Regions from separate parts of the Sus scrofa genome. Here regions 1 and 3 are each linked to region 2. A link is a contact called in public Hi-C data. All regions are on one chromosome and are shown on one strand. The core of a region is the stretch at or near the end of the contact, and the rest is flanking DNA. Distances in the headings are between cores, read along the strand shown. Region 1 holds the start of WBP11 (WW domain-binding protein 11). Region 2 holds the start of PLBD1 (phospholipase B domain containing 1). Region 3 holds the start of ATF7IP (activating transcription factor 7-interacting protein 1).

Region 1 (3,094 bases), core at 266-2,765, 200 kb after region 2:
TAGGCAGGGTGAAAAGGAATAAGAAGGGATGGTGTGTGTGTAAAACTGGGCTCAACGACAAATAGCTCACCCTTGCCTCTTTCATTGGTTTCCTGGCATGTTTTCCCAACACCTCTAAGACAGTAAAAACTCATTAATTTAAGCCTATTTAATGCAGATTTAGAATTCAGATATAATTCTTGACTCTCAAGCAGAAGCTTAAAACATAACTAAAAACACAAATATTCAAAATGAAAGTATATGAGAGCTTCTAAACACATAAACATCAAGATACATATTTTTCTTACTAATATCAACTTGACTTCTGATTTGTATTTTTTTAAGGTCACTGGAAGCGTTAATTGTGTTTGAGGGAAAATACTTTGTAAGTCAAAATTTTAATTAATTTAAGACACTATTACACTATTTCTTCCTGTTATTCCAAATGAATGAGGTTTAACTTTTTGATGCTTGCTCTTGAAAATAATAAAAGGTGGAAAAGAAATCATGAGGTACACTTTTTTAGCAGACCATGTAAGTCCCCCTTCCCTTCATGAAGGTTTTTTTCAGGCAAGTTTATTAGTTAATACCTCTTTCGGCAAGTGTTCAACTGCCTGGATTTCTGCTAAAAAGCTTCAAAACTGTTCCAGTAACAACTAATTCACCCTGTCAAGGGCTTCCTTCTCACAAAAACTGGGAGTGAGGGGCGAAAGGAAGCGGAAACAAGCAAAATTGGTGCAAATACAAGCTCTCGCATCTTTGATGGCTTTATCTTTTCTGCTTTCCTCTCTCAATTACCCTCAGGCTTAGGTGTTGACACTCCTCTCCCCAGCCTGAAGCCTAAAACAGGTACGAAGTACAGAGAATTTTTACAGAAGATGCTGGAGCCTGACTATGCACAAACTACTTTCCTGTCTAAAAGCAGAGGCGATAGAGACATCGGGTCACGGGCTGTTCAGCGGAACTCTCAACCTCCAAAGAGGCTTCAAAGGAACGGAGCCCAGGTCCAACAAGGGGCCAACAGTATTAGCAACTGCCGAAACCATAGCGACGGTTGACCCTGATTCCAGGTATAGACATCACATCAAACCTAAGGCAACCCGGTCAACGTCAGGAGGCTCCGCTGACCAACCCGGGAGAAGTCAGGCGCTTGACCGCCGGACGCTGCTCCGTTCCAGGCTCGGGGATCCCCTAGTTCCCGGTCTGGTAGACGCTAACCGCGAAAAGGAAAAGCGGGGGCACAGGGGCCTGGCGTTCCCGGGGCAACCGCGCGGGCCCCAGGAAGGGACCCGAAGGATGAAGAACCACAGGGGAACGATCCCGCACACTCACACCTCTGCTGGGCTCCTGGGGCTGTGAGAAGCGGGGAGGGGACGATTCTTGGCCTGTTTGACTTCGCAGAGGCCTTCACCTCTGCCTCTCGGTCAGCCACCCAGCCACCGCCATCTTGAAACCTCGCGCCCCTCCGCCATCCTTACGTCACTTCCTCTCCATACGGGCCGACAATCTCATCGTTTCGGCGCCCTGAAACCATAGAGAGTAACCGACAACTCCAGGACCAGAGTCTCTTCCGCTGGAGTACAGTACCGAATTGGTTGGTCGGGGCTGAGAGCCCGCCCTCATTACTCAGTGCAGTGCATGTTGATTGACACTCCTATAGCCCAGTTAAGAATAAGAAAATTAAGCGGGTGGGATATATGATTGGCTGATGCGACGACAGTCCTACCCTCAGGCATTCTGACCTAATTTCCGGGATCCGCATTTATTTCACCGCCTGAGGCGGGCGGAATCCGGATGGGGAAGTTTAGCGCCGTTTGTGTTACCGGGGATTGTGTTTCTGTAGTTTCTTTGATCATGACCAGCGCTTGCCGTCTTTTGAGAGTTTCTGTTTAAAAAAGAATCCCGGGCGTTCCTGTCGTGGCTCAGTGGTTAACGAATCCGAGTAGGAACCATGAGGTTGCGGGTTCGATCCCTGGCTTTGCTCAGTGGGTTAAGAATCCGGTGTTGCCGTGAGCGTGGTGTAGGTCACAGACGCGGCGCCGATCCCGCCTTGCTGTGGTTCTGGCGTAGGCTGGGCCGCTATAGCTCCGATCTCCCATTCGGAGCCTGGGAACCTCCATATGCCGCGGGAGCGGCCCAAGAAATGGCAAAAAAGACAAAAATAAATAAATAAAATGAAATAAAAAAGAATCCCCCAAGAACACTTCTTGCTGTGCTTGATGCACTTGCCTAACGTGGTGTGCGCCTGGAAATTCAGTAGTTTTTACACAGACCATTTGTAGACCTGAGCAAATCGGTGCCCATATCAGAGTCCCAGATTGCTGCAGGACTATTTTTCTTTGAAGAGGGAACGTGGGGTACATGTACAGTCAGTTTTAAGTTTACGAGTTGTGAGATTGATTTATGTCAGCTCTTTTCTGCTCTTTTCATTCACCAAAAATCCTTTATGATGTCACTGTGCTAACGGACTTAGTTCCTTAGGTCTAATCTCAGTCCTTTTCCTTCGCTTTTATGGGCTCTTTATCTGAGAGTCCTCCCATATCTTTTCCTTTTAAAGGTAAGTTTAAATATTTAAGAAAATATAAGGACACCTTGGTTATTTCTCCCCTTAATCTTTCCCTTATAGGGAAATGTTAACACAGGCCAAGTCTTATTATCGGTTATAAATATGCCAAAATCTTGACGGAGGTATATAATTAACTTTTAGAGAGTATTTAAATAGGCATTTAACCTGTAAAGTCGGTCCCTTATCTAAAGGAACTCTTGCTTTAGAAAACACTTGATTTGGTTTTAGTCTGAATTTTGAGTCCCAGAAGAACAGTTAGTTACAAGATACATGTTTATAAATCAGGTAAAAAACATGAGATAAAACTTAATTTTGAAGGTGAACTAAATTGTGATATTTTGCAACTAATTTAAAAAAGCAGTGACAGAAGAGAAAGAACACGAAGAGTACACTTGAAAAACTATTTCATCTGGCTTTAATTTTTGAGGTATGTTGAACTTTTAAAATTACACAAGACATTTCTTGTACTTCAATGCAAGAATCAAGTATAACAAACACACTCTTGCATCAATAACTTTTAAAATAATTTTGTAAGTCTCAACGGGGGAG
Region 2 (2,862 bases), core at 252-2,751:
AAGTGCATACACTTGTTGATAGAAGGTTGTGGAACAAGAACCAGTGGGGCTCTTGGAAAAAGGTAGCTCTCCCAAATCCCACCCTATTGCAAAGTCAGCACAGAAAAGAGATGAGGAAATAAAATGAATCCTCTCTCAATATTACTTGTGAAGTCTTTCAAGTTTTTTAAGTTAATCTTGGTCTTACTTGTTGGGAATGAAGTGACAAAACCCACTTTTTTTTTTTTTTTTTTTTTTTTGAGGCAATTGGTATACAGATCCCTGTGTCAATACCCGTAGAGATAAAACCTGTTTCACTAGGAAGGGAGTAGTCAAGTAAATGCTCATTTACATTTCAACACTGCCTTCATTTGCTGCATAAGCAAATGACTGAAATCTTTGCCTCAAACTTTCTCATCTGTAGAATGGGGATAGTCCTATTTAGGATTGTGGGGAGCATTATATGAACATAAATCCTTCAGTACACTGCCTGGAACATAGTAAGCTGGCAAAATCAGGTTGCGCTTCTCATCATTTTAAAACAAAGTCATGGTCAATTAATAGAAAACAGTGGCAGCCCAGGATCATAGCCATGACGAGAAAAATATATTTAGATGTCCTTTGGCTGGCCTTTTTAGAGCCAGCCAAGGCTCCGCAAAGCCAAGAGTCATGCAAGAGCGAACTGATTTGTCTGCCAACTGGCCCGCACTTTTTCAGTTCGCAGAAGCACACCCCCTGTCCCGGTCTGGGGCCATCACCGAGCTCCAGCGGGGCCGGGAGCAACACGGCCAGTCCCCTCGCGGAAGCGCGTTCCTTGGCGTCCACCCAGAAGTCAGACAGACACTGCGAGAAGTAAACTTGACCTGACTCGGGAGCGCACGGAGCGGCGCGGGCGTCCAGGACCCCTCCCGGAGCTCTCCGCCTCGGCAGCCGGCAGCCGGCAGCCGGAGGGGCGCGCTGCTCACCTGCCAGGCTCGGAGGCACTGCGGCGGCCAGAAGCAGCAGCAGCAGCAGCGGGGCCGGCGGCGCGGGCAGCCCAAGGCGCCCGTCCCGGCTGCGGCGGGACATCGCTCTGCGGCCGCGATCTCTGCTCCGCTGGACGAGGTGCCCTCGGGGCCGGCGGTGGCGGCTGCTGGTGCTGCGATAGAGACGTTGGGGCGTCTTTAACTTTCTTCTCTCATGAGCCCGGTCTGCTTGGGGCTTTTAGGGGCGAAGAAGCCTCACGTGGCCTTGGGAACAACCTTCGCCCTGCTGGGCCCCGGGCTGGGAAGGGCGGGCCCTTTCTGACCCTCAAGCGCCTCGTGGGCCGGCCAGAGACAGTTCCCCGGCTGCACGTCTGGGATCTGCCCAGGCTTACGTGCCGCTTTCTCCTCACTCGTCGGGCTGTTTGGCGGCCCAGGGCTGGAAACAAATCAGTTCATATTCACACCGCTAGCCTCCAGGCCCGGCCACTCGTCTGCAGCAGCGGGGATGAGGTGTCCTGAGCAGTGGAGAAATGCATATCCCTGCCTACACGCAGCTCTGATTCTTTGCCATCCCGAAGAGTTCTTCCGGATCCCTCTAACTCAGGGATCAGTGCCCCTCCATCTCAGGCTTTCTAACCTAAATCCATTTGCTGCAGCTCAAGACTTTGGATCTTTTGCTTTTGTTTTCATTGGCTGGAGCCACCACTGGAGAGTGATTCCTCCGACCGGTCTGAAATTGGATATATCCCTGAAACCCCTGTGAGGTCCCCATTTTTGTGCAGGGTCAGTTGAAAGTGACATTGTGAAGTAGGCAAACCTATGCCTCGGGTGACATTGTGAAGCTGGCAGAGGGTGCCCTAGGTGACATTGTGAAGTAGGCAAAAGGTATTTTATTTATTGAATAAGCATCTGTTGAGCTCGCCTTATGTGCCACAAAGCAGTGATATAAAGGCCATTAAGAGCATGGCACACAACAGGCAAAGAGGCACAAAGCCATATAAATTAACAGGTACTGAGAGTTGCTGTTAGTACTATAATTGAGCCACTCTGAAGGGACACGGAGGGAACCCACCTGGGGCCCTAAGCACCCCCTCCTTCTCTCTTCGTCTTTTTTCCAAGCTTAATTGATGTGTTAAGGGGAGATGGGAAGAGAGGACAAGAGTCAGCTTTTCTAGATGGTGGGGGGAAACACAGTTGTAATTACTAGAAAAGTTACAGAATAATTACATCAGATCTCTGTGTAGACTGGTAAACGTGAGTCCCAAGTCATTAATTTTTGTTTGGTGACAGTACGTTGGATGATAATATCCTGTAATGAGTGATATGAGTGAGGGAACTGAGAACATTGTAAAAACTGCACATTTTTCTTTTGCGGGGGGTGGGGGTGGGGGAGAGGGCCGATGCACAAGCTGCATATGGAAGTTCCCAGCTAGGGGTCAAATTGGGGCTGTAGCTGCTGGCCTACACCACAGCTCACAACACCAGATCCTTAACCCGCTGAGCAGGGACAGGGATCAAACCTGAAACCTCATGGATACTAGTGGGGTTTGTTACCACTGAGCCACAACAGGAAATCTGCACATTTTTCAAGTCAGAAAACAAAAGTGGAGAAAATTATGAACATTTTGTGCCATGTTGGGAAGAGAACTATGTTAGGCCATTCAAGGAAGTTGTGTTACCCTCTCTCATCCTCCTTCACTTTATAACCCCTCCAATCTAAGGAGCCAAGTGTTGGGATGCAATCATGTGTAGGAAAGCCTGATGTGAACTAGGAGAGACACTCATTCATCTGTTATGTAGTCATCACATATTTGTTGAGTATGTTCCAGGCACAGAACAGTAAACAAAAGTCCCTGCCCTCTCAGAGCTTGCATTCTAGCGCAGGAAGCAAATTATAAATGTGAACAAACTGGATTGG
Region 3 (2,839 bases), core at 81-2,580, 200 kb before region 2:
TCCCATTTCTCTAATTATAGAATGGAATTTTAAATATTGGTATTGAACATCTAACTTATAATTGAGCACTATGTACAAAATAAATTATAATACATACTTTGTTATAACTGAGCCTCTATTTGTAACTTTTTGTGCACCCATGTACTATGTTCAGTACCAAGGACTTTACAAAGCTTAGCAATTAAGCAATGAAAATCTAATTGTGTTATTTCCTAACTTAAAACCTTTTAAATTATTCCTCATTGTTTGTTCTTACAATAAAATCCAACTTTTAGACAAGGGAACCCTATTAAATCAATTCTCATGTTAGTGATGACCTCTTCTGGGAAGGCACTGCTGATTCTCTAACTATGGATGAGGGGTTTCTCCTAAAAGCCAGGCAGTATTTCTAAGTTGAAGGACCCAAATTATAAAAATAATTAACCACCATATACTGATTTCTTATTACTTACAAATTCTTCCTGTTTACTTTTTTGTCTTCTCCACTGTAATAGACTGCTTGAGGACAGGCACCTAATATGGGTCTGGAACACAGGAATTGCTAATTAAATATTGAATGAGTAGATTAATTTCAGAGAGAAGTGATATTAAAATCCTCTCGATCTACTTCTCAGGCTGTTTTGCTTTGCAAAACACATTTACGGGTTATCCTACCATTTTGCCCTCTCAAACCATTTGAATTACAGGCATGAGAAAATTGAGTAAAACACTTATTCCAAGAAACAGGTATGTAAGCTGGACGTGAGCCTAGATCTTCCAACAAATATACTTGCATCTTCTTCATTACACCTTGTGGCCTTCATTACTTGTTGGCTCCCAATTATAAAACTGTATAACAGGGATACAACTTCTGGTGGAAGGGTATGACTAGAAGCGCTTGCTCTGACACAGAACAACGGAAAGAAAAGATGTGTTTGCGCCATTCCCTCATGACTTAAACAGTTTAAAGTATATTTTGTAAGCTAACACAAATGATAAATCAACATGCTCCAGCCTTTTTTGAAAATCTTTTCCTCAGCTTTTTAACTTTCACCCACTTATTTCCTTCCTTCCTTCTTTTCTAAGGCTCATAGAGGGCGCTCACAAAGTACTACTCACTAGTTGAGCAAAGCTCCACTCATAATACACACCTCACTGCAACACAGAGGCGCAGCGCCACCACCTCAGACTTCCTTCTCTTTTCCACGGCGGGAGGCGGGGCCAATATTTCTCATTCAAATAAAAAACCAGAAGATTTGCATGGGGAACGGCCATTCCGTGAGCCTATTGGATGAAAGCACAGTGGGCGTGGCCAATATTACGACCACTGAGCCCCGCCTATAATGATTTGCATAACGGCCCCGGCGCGTGCAAGGGAGAAGCGGGTTTGTTTTTGAATCTGCGGAGGCGGCGGCGGCGGCGGCGGCGGCGCGGCGCGGCGCGGCGCGGAGACTGAAGCGCGCGAGACTGAGGCGGCAGCGGAGGGGACGGCTGCGCCGGGCGACTCTGTAGGAAGGAACTTGGTTCCCCCTCCCTCATCTCCCGCCCCAAAAGGTATCTTTGAGTCCCTTGGGCTGATAGAACAACATTTTCTTAAATTACTATTGTATTTCTGAAGAGTCAAGACCGCATTATGGCGGCTGCGGGAGTTGTGTTGCGCCTGCGCGGTTGCGGAGCTGCGGGCGGACGCTGCATGGGAGCACGTGATCTTGCGGGGTCGGGCTCTAGCTGCAGTTGTGCAGCTGGCGGGGCGGTGGCTGCGCAAGCGCAATATTCATTTTCAAGATCTAATGTTCTTGTTGGACGCCATTCGGGTTCTAGATTTAATTTTCCTCATTCTTGAGGGGTTTCATTTTGTTACGCTTAAATTCCCTCACTTTTCAAGAAAAACGTTTCTCTTATGTTGTATTCCTGTACCGACCTCAGACTTTTTTATGATATTTCTCCGATTCTTTGAGAAGCTGTGTACTTAGTTTTCTGTAAAAATGATTGCCCACTTGTGGTTCTCGATTTTAATTTCACTTTTGGGACAGTGCTGGATTCAATTGTATATTTAGGGAGATAAAGATCAGCACCTAGTGGTGTTATCACGGGAAGTGCATTTATTTGAACTGCATATTTGCAAATACATTTTTAACCCTATTTTTACCAGTCCTGTTATGGAATGTTTTCAAAATGGAAACAGTTTGAATTTTGGAAATATGAAGGCAAGGAGCTTTGGAAGAACTTATATAACGTTTGAAAGGAAACCTCAATCTACTTGCGTATTTATTTTTTAAAAATATTTGATCCTTAGTGAAGTTTTAATCAGTGTGTACTTTTGATCTTTCATGCATTTGAGTTTCACATTTTTTCTCTCCCTGTCACTTGTCCATTACCGCTGCAGTTAGATTATTTTTATTACTCTGACTTTTAAAATTAAGTCATTTTCTTAGCGTTTTGTTTGTAATGATATGTGAAATAGAACACTAAAACTTGATACATTTTTCTGTTAAAGAATTCTGCAAAGAACTCTCAACTACACTGAGGCCTTTATTAGGACATCGTGAACCATCAAGAAAACAGTTGATTAAAAAAATGTCATTTATACATATAAGATAAAATTGTGTTTGATTTTTTAAAATTGTGTGTTCCTGGTTTCTTAAAGAAGTAGTTTCTTAAAAGAAGTAGTTTCTTAAAGAAGTAGTTATAAGTGTGCTACTTATTATTTTAGTTTAAAATGTTAGTGTCATTATATTTGAATCTTATATGAGCCTCTGGGAGAAGTTTTATACAATTTGATATAATTTTACTGTTGTGCAAATTATTTCTTACTGGACTGAAAACTTGTAAATGGTTGTCATAAACTTTATCTGTGGTT

What was found. Hi-C and Micro-C count contacts between places; a contact is called where the count stands out from the background.
Region 1: a Hi-C map of skeletal muscle shows a contact between it and region 2, with 4 times the contacts expected there. The contact joins the promoter of WBP11 here to the promoter of PLBD1 in region 2. A contact is called at or near these places in 2 of 47 Hi-C or Micro-C datasets (heart right ventricle and skeletal muscle).
Region 3: a contact with region 2 is called in a Hi-C map of skeletal muscle, with 6 times the contacts expected there. The contact joins the promoter of ATF7IP here to the promoter of PLBD1 in region 2. A contact is called at or near these places in 3 of 47 Hi-C or Micro-C datasets (heart right ventricle and skeletal muscle).

What each region holds. Positions count from the first base shown.
Region 1 is chr5:57,748,369-57,751,462 of Sscrofa11.1, reverse strand. WBP11 (WW domain-binding protein 11) reads right to left here and starts at 1,515. Exons shown (of 12, transcript XM_003481683.4): 1 at 1,312-1,515. SMCO3 (single-pass membrane and coiled-coil domain-containing protein 3) reads right to left here. Exons shown (of 2, transcript XM_003126459.4): 2 at 2,944-3,094.
Region 2 is chr5:57,949,511-57,952,372 of Sscrofa11.1, reverse strand. PLBD1 (phospholipase B domain containing 1) reads right to left here and starts at 1,501. Exons shown (of 11, transcript NM_001244629.1): 1 at 945-1,501. The coding sequence starts at 1,047.
Region 3 is chr5:58,148,471-58,151,309 of Sscrofa11.1, reverse strand. It overlaps ATF7IP (activating transcription factor 7-interacting protein 1), which reads left to right and starts at 1,330. Exons shown (of 15, transcript XM_003126462.5): 1 at 1,330-1,533.